3 separate regions of the Sus scrofa genome follow, and all the other regions are linked to region 1. Evidence: chromatin contacts called from public HiChIP or PLAC-seq and promoter capture Hi-C data. All regions are on one chromosome and are shown on one strand. The core of a region is the stretch at or near the end of the contact, and the rest is flanking DNA. Distances in the headings are between cores, read along the strand shown. Region 1 holds the start of SLC4A9 (anion exchange protein 4). Region 2 holds the start of CD14 (CD14 molecule). Region 3 holds the start of EIF4EBP3 (eukaryotic translation initiation factor 4E binding protein 3).

Evidence for each region. Promoter capture Hi-C pulls out the DNA fragments that hold promoters and counts their contacts. HiChIP or PLAC-seq counts read pairs in DNA pulled down with a chosen protein or histone mark.
Region 2: an H3K27ac HiChIP or PLAC-seq map of alveolar macrophages shows a contact between it and region 1. The contact joins the promoter of CD14 here to the promoter of SLC4A9 in region 1. A contact is called at or near these places in 1 of 5 promoter capture datasets (fetal liver), 1 of 47 Hi-C or Micro-C datasets (subcutaneous adipose tissue) and 1 of 2 datasets of contacts at active chromatin or transcription factors (alveolar macrophages).
Region 3: a promoter capture Hi-C map of liver shows a contact between it and region 1, with 2.3 times the contacts expected there. The contact joins the promoter of EIF4EBP3 here to the promoter of SLC4A9 in region 1. A contact is called at or near these places in 1 of 5 promoter capture datasets (liver) and 4 of 47 Hi-C or Micro-C datasets (embryonic fibroblasts, epiblast stem cells, fetal skeletal muscle and 1 more).

Annotation. Positions count from the first base shown.
Region 1 is chr2:142,127,021-142,129,925 of Sscrofa11.1, reverse strand. It overlaps SLC4A9 (anion exchange protein 4), which reads right to left and starts at 1,424. Exons shown (of 23, transcript XM_021084880.1): 1 at 587-1,424; 2 at 97-257. The coding sequence starts at 804. LOC110259509 (a long non-coding RNA gene) reads left to right here. Exons shown (of 6, transcript XR_002341945.1): 4 at 610-808.
Region 2 is chr2:142,348,332-142,351,236 of Sscrofa11.1, reverse strand. It overlaps CD14 (CD14 molecule), which reads left to right and starts at 1,551. Exons shown (of 2, transcript NM_001097445.2): 1 at 1,551-1,890; 2 at 1,971-2,905. The coding sequence starts at 1,888.
Region 3 is chr2:142,302,440-142,305,344 of Sscrofa11.1, reverse strand. EIF4EBP3 (eukaryotic translation initiation factor 4E binding protein 3) reads right to left here and starts at 1,464. Exons shown (of 3, transcript NM_001202520.1): 1 at 1,296-1,464; 2 at 120-293. The coding sequence starts at 1,398.

The sequences.
Region 1 (2,905 bases), core at 175-2,674:
GGGGTGGGCTTTGGAAAGTTCCAAGACTTTGGGGAGGAAAATCTTGGTGAAACGACATGGCTGCCCAGGCCCTCTCAGCAAAGGCACCCAGCGTACCCACAAGCTCCAGGAGGCTCTGAGCTGGACAGTCCAGCAGGACAAGTCCCTTGGCCAGCAGACTGCGGAGCTTCTGGAGGCTGGACAGCGCCACGGCGGGCACATGGGGGGCACTCCACCGGCCTGCACCCACTTCGAACTTCTCTTCAAACAGCACCCACCTGTGGTGAAGAGGGTACACCATGTTATTGCAGGCATCTGTCCAAGTCTAGGAGTGGGGACACAGGCTAGGAGTGGGGATGCAGGCGAGCCAGGGAAGGTGAGGCAGTCGGGGAGGGGATCCTGGGCCCAGCGGTACAAGAGCATGCTCCTTCCTGGGCAGTAGTCACCCCTCATCTTGCATCTCGGGGAACTCAAAACACAGAAAGGAACTGACTGGGAGTGAGACTACCCCCCCCCCACACACACACAGGAAGAGCTGGCGGTCATGGAGGAGGCCCCATTGGGGGCAGGGGAAAGACCCCCCCAAAACCGCCCTGGTCCCACTCACCTGCCCGTCTCTCTCCATTCCAGCGCCTGGGGCCAGCCCAGCAGCTCGTTGAGCTGAATGAAGAGCAGGAGGTCCTTGGGATCCCCCAGTTTCCCGCTGGCCGCGTCTAAGGGATCATCAGGTCTGGGCCCAGAGCCAGAGTCATTGTCCAGCTCTCCTGTGGGCACATTTTCACAAGCTCTGGAGACTTCAAACTCTTCCTGGCCTGACAGCTTCATCTCGGTGAGACTTGCACAGATGCTCAGGGGCTGCTGTTGTCCTCGGTTCTGGGGCCAGGGCCCTCTGGCTGGCTGTATTTATAAGGCACCCTCCCCCCCATGCAGCACGACACAGACAGAGCGAGGCCTGCTGACTCCGGAGCCAACAGGTCACCTCGTCCCCTGCTTGTTTTCCCCATTCCCTGCTGGCCTGAGTGTGTGAGGCTAATCTCAGCTTTCCAGGCTCTTCAAGAAATGCCTGACCTGGGGCAAAGCAATGTGCACGTTTCCTGTGGGATCACGTCTGACCCTACTGTGTTTTGTGTAAATGAACAGGAGTCCCTCGCTGGCTTGAGCTGAGGTCTGGCCCCCAGATCATACTACCCTCTACTCTGTGTCAAATACAAACACCGAATGCTGTGGACTGTTTCGGGTGTCACTAACACACCCAGAGGGCACCCACTGGCATAAACAGAGACCCAATAAATAACTGGGTCTATCCATGGATGTCAGGCAGCTTAAGGGAGACAGCAGGCAGACACCCTGCCCGCTTAATGGACTTACAATGGAAAGTGGAGGCCATTCACTGAGAATGCAGTGCCTGAGTCTTACATGCCTTTGACCGACAACACCTGGAAATTTCCTCATTTAGCTGTGGGCCTGGGATCTACCCGCTAACTCAGCCCCCCACCGCACATGGAGGAGCCAGCTAGGGGGTGTGTCTGGAGGCGTTCAGGGAGCCAGGTGAGCAAGAGAATGTGGTCTATTAGCAAGTCCTGTTGGCTCTACTTTCAAAACAGACCCAGCATCCAACCACAACTCCCCACCTCCACGTGGCCATCCTGTTCCCAGCCGCTCTCACGTCTCCCCTGGATTGGTTCGATAGCTCTAACCTGTTGCGTCATTTCCCTGCTTCCCCTCTTCCATTCTCCACACAGCAGCCATTGGGGTCCTTTCAGTTTATGATTTTTATTTTAAATTTTAGTATGTTTCCATTTCACTCCAACATAGGAGTCCTTTTGTTATTCCACCAGATGGAAGTTCCTGGGCCAGGAATTGAACCCATGCCACAACAGTGACCCAAGCCGCTGCAGTGACAATGCTGGATCCTTAACTGGCTGCACCTCAAGAGAATGCCAAAATAAACATTTTTAGAAGATAATCAAGCGATATTACTCTTCTGCTCAAAACCCACCCTGTGCATCCTCATTACTCCTGGAAGAATATCCGACCTCTGTCATGGCCTCTAAGATCTGACGTATAGCCTGGTCCCAGCCCGCCTCCCTGATAGACTCTCATACTATTCTGTGCTTCCTCGATCCTTTCCAGCAACTCTGAGCTCCCTCTGTTCCCCAAAGCCCCCCTCTGTTCCTGCAGTAACCCTTCTCTCAACAAGGAAAGCTTCCCCCCCAGATCTTCACCTAGGTCTCATCGCAGACATTCCCTACTCAGGAACATCTCCTTTTTTCATCCTGTCCTAAGTTTCTCCATCTTATTTTTGTTTTATTTTCTTCCTAGCAATTATCACTGGTAGTAACTGCCTTGTTTATTATTTATCATTTATTGCTTGCTCCTCCACACGTGCGTGCATGCACGTACGCGCGCGCGCACACACACACACCCAGAAGAATGCGCTGTCCACGGAGCAGGTATGTTATCTATCTTCTTCACCGTTGCCCCTAGAGCACCTAGTCACACTCAATAAATACTACTTCAATGAGCTCACAGAAGGGGAGGGGTTGAGAAATGAGCGGCGCTGCTCCCAGAGGCCACACGAGGGCGCTGCTCCCCGCGGACCGGATCGCTAGGGCCTCTCCCTTGGTCCAAGGGTCGGTCGGGTTTCCTTTCCCGGCGGACCCACCACGCGCAGAGGTGGCCTGGAGGGTTCCAGGAACTTCTGCCTTGCCCTCCCCCACGGCAGATTGGCTTGGTGCGATGAGCTATGGCGAGGAGCGCAACAGGGGTGGGGAGAGAAACCCATCAGGCTCATCTGAATGTGTGTCAAACCCCCCATGGGACACCTGTTACCCGTTCCTCCCCTCCCCACCAACCCTAGGTCTGGATTTAGGGCTAACCGCTCCAAGTCCAAGGAGGTCCCAGGACAGCAATTAGGGGAGCGAGT
Region 2 (2,905 bases), core at 302-2,801, 220 kb before region 1:
GGTGGCTCAGCGGAAACGAATCTGACTAGCATCCATGAAGACGCTATGGGTACCGCCCTAAAAAGACGAAAGACAAAAAAAAAAGAAAAGAAAAGAAAGAAAGAAAGAAAGAAAGAAAGAAAGAAAGAAAGAAAGAAAGAAAGGAAGGAAGAAAGACAGAAAACCTGAGCAAAGTAACAGTTACCTCACCCTTTTCCTGTTCACAATCACCTTCCCCTGTGCCGCTAACCAAATTATACCCTTTACCCATAAGTATCCCAAGACCCGAGCTTTCTGGAAGGCGAATCTGAGACTTGTTCTCCTTGCTCCTCACTTGGATGCCTCATGAATCAACTTTCTCTGCTGCAAATCTCAGCATCTCGTGTTTGGCTTACTGCCTGTTGGGCAAACAAACCTGGTTCAGTAACACTTCCCCACCCTCTGGGACACTTGGCGGTGTTTTTTGTTTTTTGTTTTTTGTTTTCCATGTGAGAATACAGGTGAGGTACTGGGAGTTCTGGTTGGCTCAGTGGGTTAAGGATCCAGTATTGTCACTGCTGTGGCTCGGGTCACTGCTGTGGGGACTTCCGCGGGCCTCGGGTAGAGCCAAAAACAAACAAAAAGATGAGTTACTAATTAATCCTCACTCAACACAGGTCTAGCTTTTCTTTGCTAGAATGTAGGAATTGTGCTCGGTAGGAGAAAGCTAGGTGCATGTGGGAAAATTATATTAGAAATATCTCATTTCTCAGTTTCAGGATGAGGATGTGGAAAATAAGAGATCGAGGACCTTGGCCAGTATGTCTCAGTTTTACATCTCCACTTTATTTATTCGTTTCTTTATTTATTTCTTTATTTTGCTTTTCAGGGCCGCATCTGAGGCATATGGAGGTTCCCAGGCTAGGGGTCAAATCAGAGCTACAGCTGCCGGACTGCACCACAGCCACAACAATGAAGGATCCAAGCCGTGTCTGCGACCTACACCACAGCTCACTGCAAAGCCGGATCCTTAACCCGCTCGCTGAGCAAAGCCAGGGATCGAACCTTCAACCTCATGGTTCCTAGTCGGATTCATTTCTGCTGTGCCACCACAGGAACTCCAACACCTCTACTTTTAAGAAAGCTGTTACTTTAAAAATTGTGCATCACTCTATTGTATACCTGTGACATATAACAGCATACATCAACTATACTTCAATTGAAAAAGAAAAAGAAAGCTATTCCTTTCTAAATAAACACAAAGACCTTGTCAGTCAAATAAGGAGAGGGGAGAAGTGGTTCTTCAGATCAACTTTATTCTCTCAGAACCTAATTCTAGCCTTAGAGTCGATACATGAAGTCCGCAATCTCTTCCACAAAATCGCCAGTTAAATATCTGAGGATTTTCAGGAAGTCGGACTTGGGCGACAGGAGGTTAATAGCAACCACCACGACGAGGGAAAAGTTAAGGAAACTCCCTGGGTTTGAGTCTCGAGGATACCGGCAGGGGACCAAGAGCCCTGGCCTGAGGCACTCGGGATCTTCCTTTCCCCATCCCGGACAAGCCCGGGGGCGCATGAGTCATCAGGGCACACTGCCTAGTGCCAAGGATTCTAGAGGCCTTGCAAGATCCTTCCGGTTAGGGCCCCACTCCTGCTGCGTCAGGCAGGCAACATCCCTCATTGCAAAATTTCGCAGAAGTGTAGCGAACGTGGGTGGTTGGGAGGAAGAGAGGTGGGAGGTGGCAGAGTTCAAAGAGTAGGGAACAGAGTGACACCCCCCGGATTACACAAACCCCCAAAGTCTGCCAAAGAGTGAGGACAGATAGCGTTTGTGGAGCCTGGAAGCCAGGGAGTGCCGCGGTTAAAGGAGCCACAGCCCTTTCGAGAGCCGGCGGGAGACGCAGAGGCTTTGAGGACCTTATCGACCATGGTGAGTGTGTGCACGAGGGCTGCTCGAGGAACCTCAGGACCCGCAGGAGCGAGCGGCGCTAACCTCCCCTCTCTTTCCAGGTGCGCTTGCCCTGCCCGTTGCTGCTGCTGCTGCCCCTGCTGCGTGTGTCTGCGGCCACCCCGGAGCCCTGCCAAATAGACGACGAAGACGTCCGCTGCGTCTGCAACTTCACGCATCCGCAGCCGGACTGGTCCAGCGCCCTGCAGTGCGTGGCTGCCGTCGAGGTGGAGATCCGCGGCGGCGGCCGGAGCCTGGAAGAGTTCCTTTTAAAGAGCGCCAGCGCCAACCCGAAGCAGTACGCGGACATGCTCAAGGCGCTGCGCTTGCGGCGACTCACGGTGGGCGCTGCGCGGGTTCCTGCTCAGATTCTGGCCCTGGTCCTGCATGCGCTCGGGTTCTCCCGCCTCAAGGAACTGACGCTCGAGGACCTGGAGGTAACCGGCCAGGTACCGCCGCCGCTTCAGGAAACGCCGGGACCTGCGCTCACCACCCTCAGACTCCGTAATGTGTCGTGGGCCACCGGAGGTGCCTGGCTCGGCGAACTGCAGCAGTGGCTCCAGCCAAGCCTCAAGGTACTGAAAGTGGCGCAAGCAAGCTCGCTTGCCTTTCCGTGCGCCCAGCTTCGCGCCTTCCCGGCTCTCACCACCCTGGACCTATCTGACAATCCCGGGCTGGGCGAGCGCGGGCTGACTGCAGCTCTCTGTCCGCGCAAGTTCCCGGCCCTCGAGGATCTGGCGCTGCGCAACGCGGGGATGGAGACACCCAGCGGCGTGTGCGCGGCGCTGGCGGGGGCGGGCGTGCAACCCCACCGCCTGGACCTCAGTCACAACTCGCTGCGCGCCACCGCCGCGGGCGCCCGGGAGTGTGTCTGGCCTGCCGCCCTGAGCTCTCTCAATTTGTCATTCGCTGAGCTGGAGCAAGTGCCTAAAGGACTGCCGCCCAAGCTCACCGTGCTTGATCTCAGCTGCAACAAGCTGAACAGAGCGCCGCGGCC
Region 3 (2,905 bases), core at 215-2,714, 180 kb before region 1:
TGGGGGTCTGCAGGCTCCCTGTCAGTGCAAGAGGCCTGCTCAGAACTGAGCCCCCACTCCATTTAACTGGGGCATGTGACTTAAAGCCATTTCTTAATTTGAGGGCCTGTTTTCCTTACCGGGTATCTCTTCCTCTGTCTCCTTCTGCCCCTTCAGCTCCTCTAGCTTGGAGGATGGGGCTGTTGGAAGAGTTGTGACCCCGGGAATCTGAGGGAGGCAGCAGGGGGGTGTCCGGGCAATGGGTGAGTTCTTGCATTCCAACAGGAACTTTCGGTCGTAGATGATCCTGGTGCCTGTCAAGGGGTAAGGGCGGTTGAGAGGCAGGCGTTTGGGTACAGAGCTGTCTGGAACTGCAGACAGGCCTTTTAGGGACCAAGATCTTTAGAAAATCCTATTTGGTAAAGGTCTACTGCACTAAGCAGTATGTGTCTAGGCACCAGAGGGCAAGGGGGCATCCCAGCTGGTCTAGGCAGGGGCTTTTGGTTTACCGGAGCCTGAGGCCTCCGTTCTGGGAGCACCCGACTTGATCTCAGGTACTTCAGGCTACTTCTGTCCTGCTGTTGACTCTGGAACTTTACTGCTTTGGTTCGCCTAGCCTTCTTATCTCAGGTGGACCAGGAAGCCAAACAGCAGATGTGAGGGCTCGCGCTGCCCCCTGGGCTTGTGGATCCCCTGCTGGGAGGAGCAGTGCCGCTCCTTTGAAACAGGGACACGCTGTTCTTATCCTGACCCCTCCCAAGTCCTATCAGGCTCAGCCCAGCCTAGAGGAACTTGGCCTGAATCATGTCCTCAAAGGGCCCTATCCTGTTCTCACCCCTCCCCTTTGCTTCCGCGTGGCAGGAACTCCAGAGAAGGCGTGATCCCAGGCTGCTCCAGGCCAATCAGCCACAAGCAAGTCCCCCAGCACCAAGGCCTGAAGCCCCTGCCCCCGACTGCCAAAGTCCTGCTCTAGCAGCTTTGCATGACCTGACTGCTTCCTGCTGCACGCAGTTGGGGCCTCTGCTCCCAGGCAGCAAAGTTAGGACTGGCAGGTGAGCAGGGAACTCGGAACCCAGTCCACAGGGATGTTTCTGCCCAGAGTCACCCAGAAACTAGGCTCAAGGCGGTTTTGCATCACTTTGAAGTTTTAGGGAAATGGGCTTCAGCTCCAAGCAACACCCCCGGCCCCGTCCCGGGGAGCAAAGCTTGTAGAGGGGCCCGCGGACAAGTTCAGGCCTGCAACCCCCCACCCACATCGCGAGACACGCACACGCCAGCCTGCCCGCTGCCTGCAGACCCCGGCCCCGCCCGCTGACCTCCCGGGGTCGTGGCGTATAGCGTGCCCCCCGGCGTGCTGCTGTAGCAGTCAGGCAGCCCGTCCCGGCCTCCGGGGATCGGGCGGCTGGTGGATGTGGACATAGTGAGCCAGACGAGCAGGAAGCCAAGCGGCTGGTGCTGAGGACGTGGAGCGCTGAGCAGTCTGAGGCGGACTCAGTCGACCACGTGCGGCTGCAGCAACACCGGGACGTCACGCCCGGGGCGGGGCAGCTGTCACTCAGCCCCTTGGGGCCGCCCTCCTCTGGCGGGAGCAAGCCCCAAGCTCGGTGGGAAGGAGGCCCAGAGCTCGCACTGGCCTTCAGTTTCTCCTGGCCCAACCCTGGCCCGCCTGCCTAGCAGCACTGCAGCCACTCAGCTCTTCACCATTTGCAGAGGGCGCTCTGTGTTTTCGTGTTCATTCACCCACTGCTTTAAACAGTAAAGCACTGCTATGAGCCTCGTTTTGCAAGTGAGAAAACCAAAGCCCAGAGAAGTTTCAAAGTCTACTAGGAGGGTGAGCTGGGATTCAGACTTGATCGTATCTGGTTCGAGCGTATGCCCTTCAGCTTAGCTGTGTGCTGCCTCCCATTAATCAGCCATCCCACAGGGTGCAGAGGGCCCCATGGCCTGGTGCCTGGCACAAAGGGAAGCCCCGGGAGGGAGGGTGGCCTTTCTGGACTGATGAAAGGATGAATAAAGCCTATACGGGATGGAGGGGCCTGGGGAGGAGGGATTGGTCTTTAGCTCGCTGAAAAGTAACGTCAGAGAACCTGGCCTTTAAAGAGAAGACTTTTCGATGTAGGCATAGTGGTATGAAAAGAGGCAGGAGAGGTGGTGGGAAAGTAAGTACGAAGTCTAGTATTTATATACACTAAAAGCCTCAACTTGATCCAGTTGTCTGATATTTGGCCTCCTCAAAAAAAGACTGGATTTTACAAATCAGTGCTTCTCAAATTTTAACATGCACATGAATTACCTAAAGATCTTGTTAAAATGAGGATTCTGACACAGTAGGTGGGACTTGAGATTCTGGGTTTTTCATAAAATCCCAGGTGATGCAGCCCTTAGGTCTGCAGGTCCTTAGAATCAGGTAGCAAGGACATGGATATTTTATTGTTCCAAAAAGGACTTGAGCCTCTTACAAAGTGGTGTGTGCCTAAATGAAGTGTCTAAGCAATACTGGAAGGTAAGGCTTGGGATCAGATGGTGAGGAACTATCTATGACAACTCAACCTTTTTTTTTGGCCTCACCCTTGGCATGCAGAAGTTCCCAGGCTAGGGACTGAACCAGAGCCACAGCAGCAACCTGAACCACAGCAGTGACAATGCCGGCCACCGGGAAACTCTGCCAACCTTGTTTTTCTTTTGGCTGTGCCCACAGCACATGGAAGTTCCTGGGCCAGGGATCAAGCCTGTGCCACAGCAGCAACCCATCCATCCCAGTGAAAACATGGATTCTTAACCTGCCGTGCCACTAGAAAACTCCTGCCAACTCAACTCTCTCTCTCTCTCTTTTTTTTTTTTAGGGTCGAACCCACAGCATGTGGAAGTTCCCAGGCTAGGGGTTTAATTGGAGCTGCAGCTGCTGGCCTACGCCATAGCCACAGCA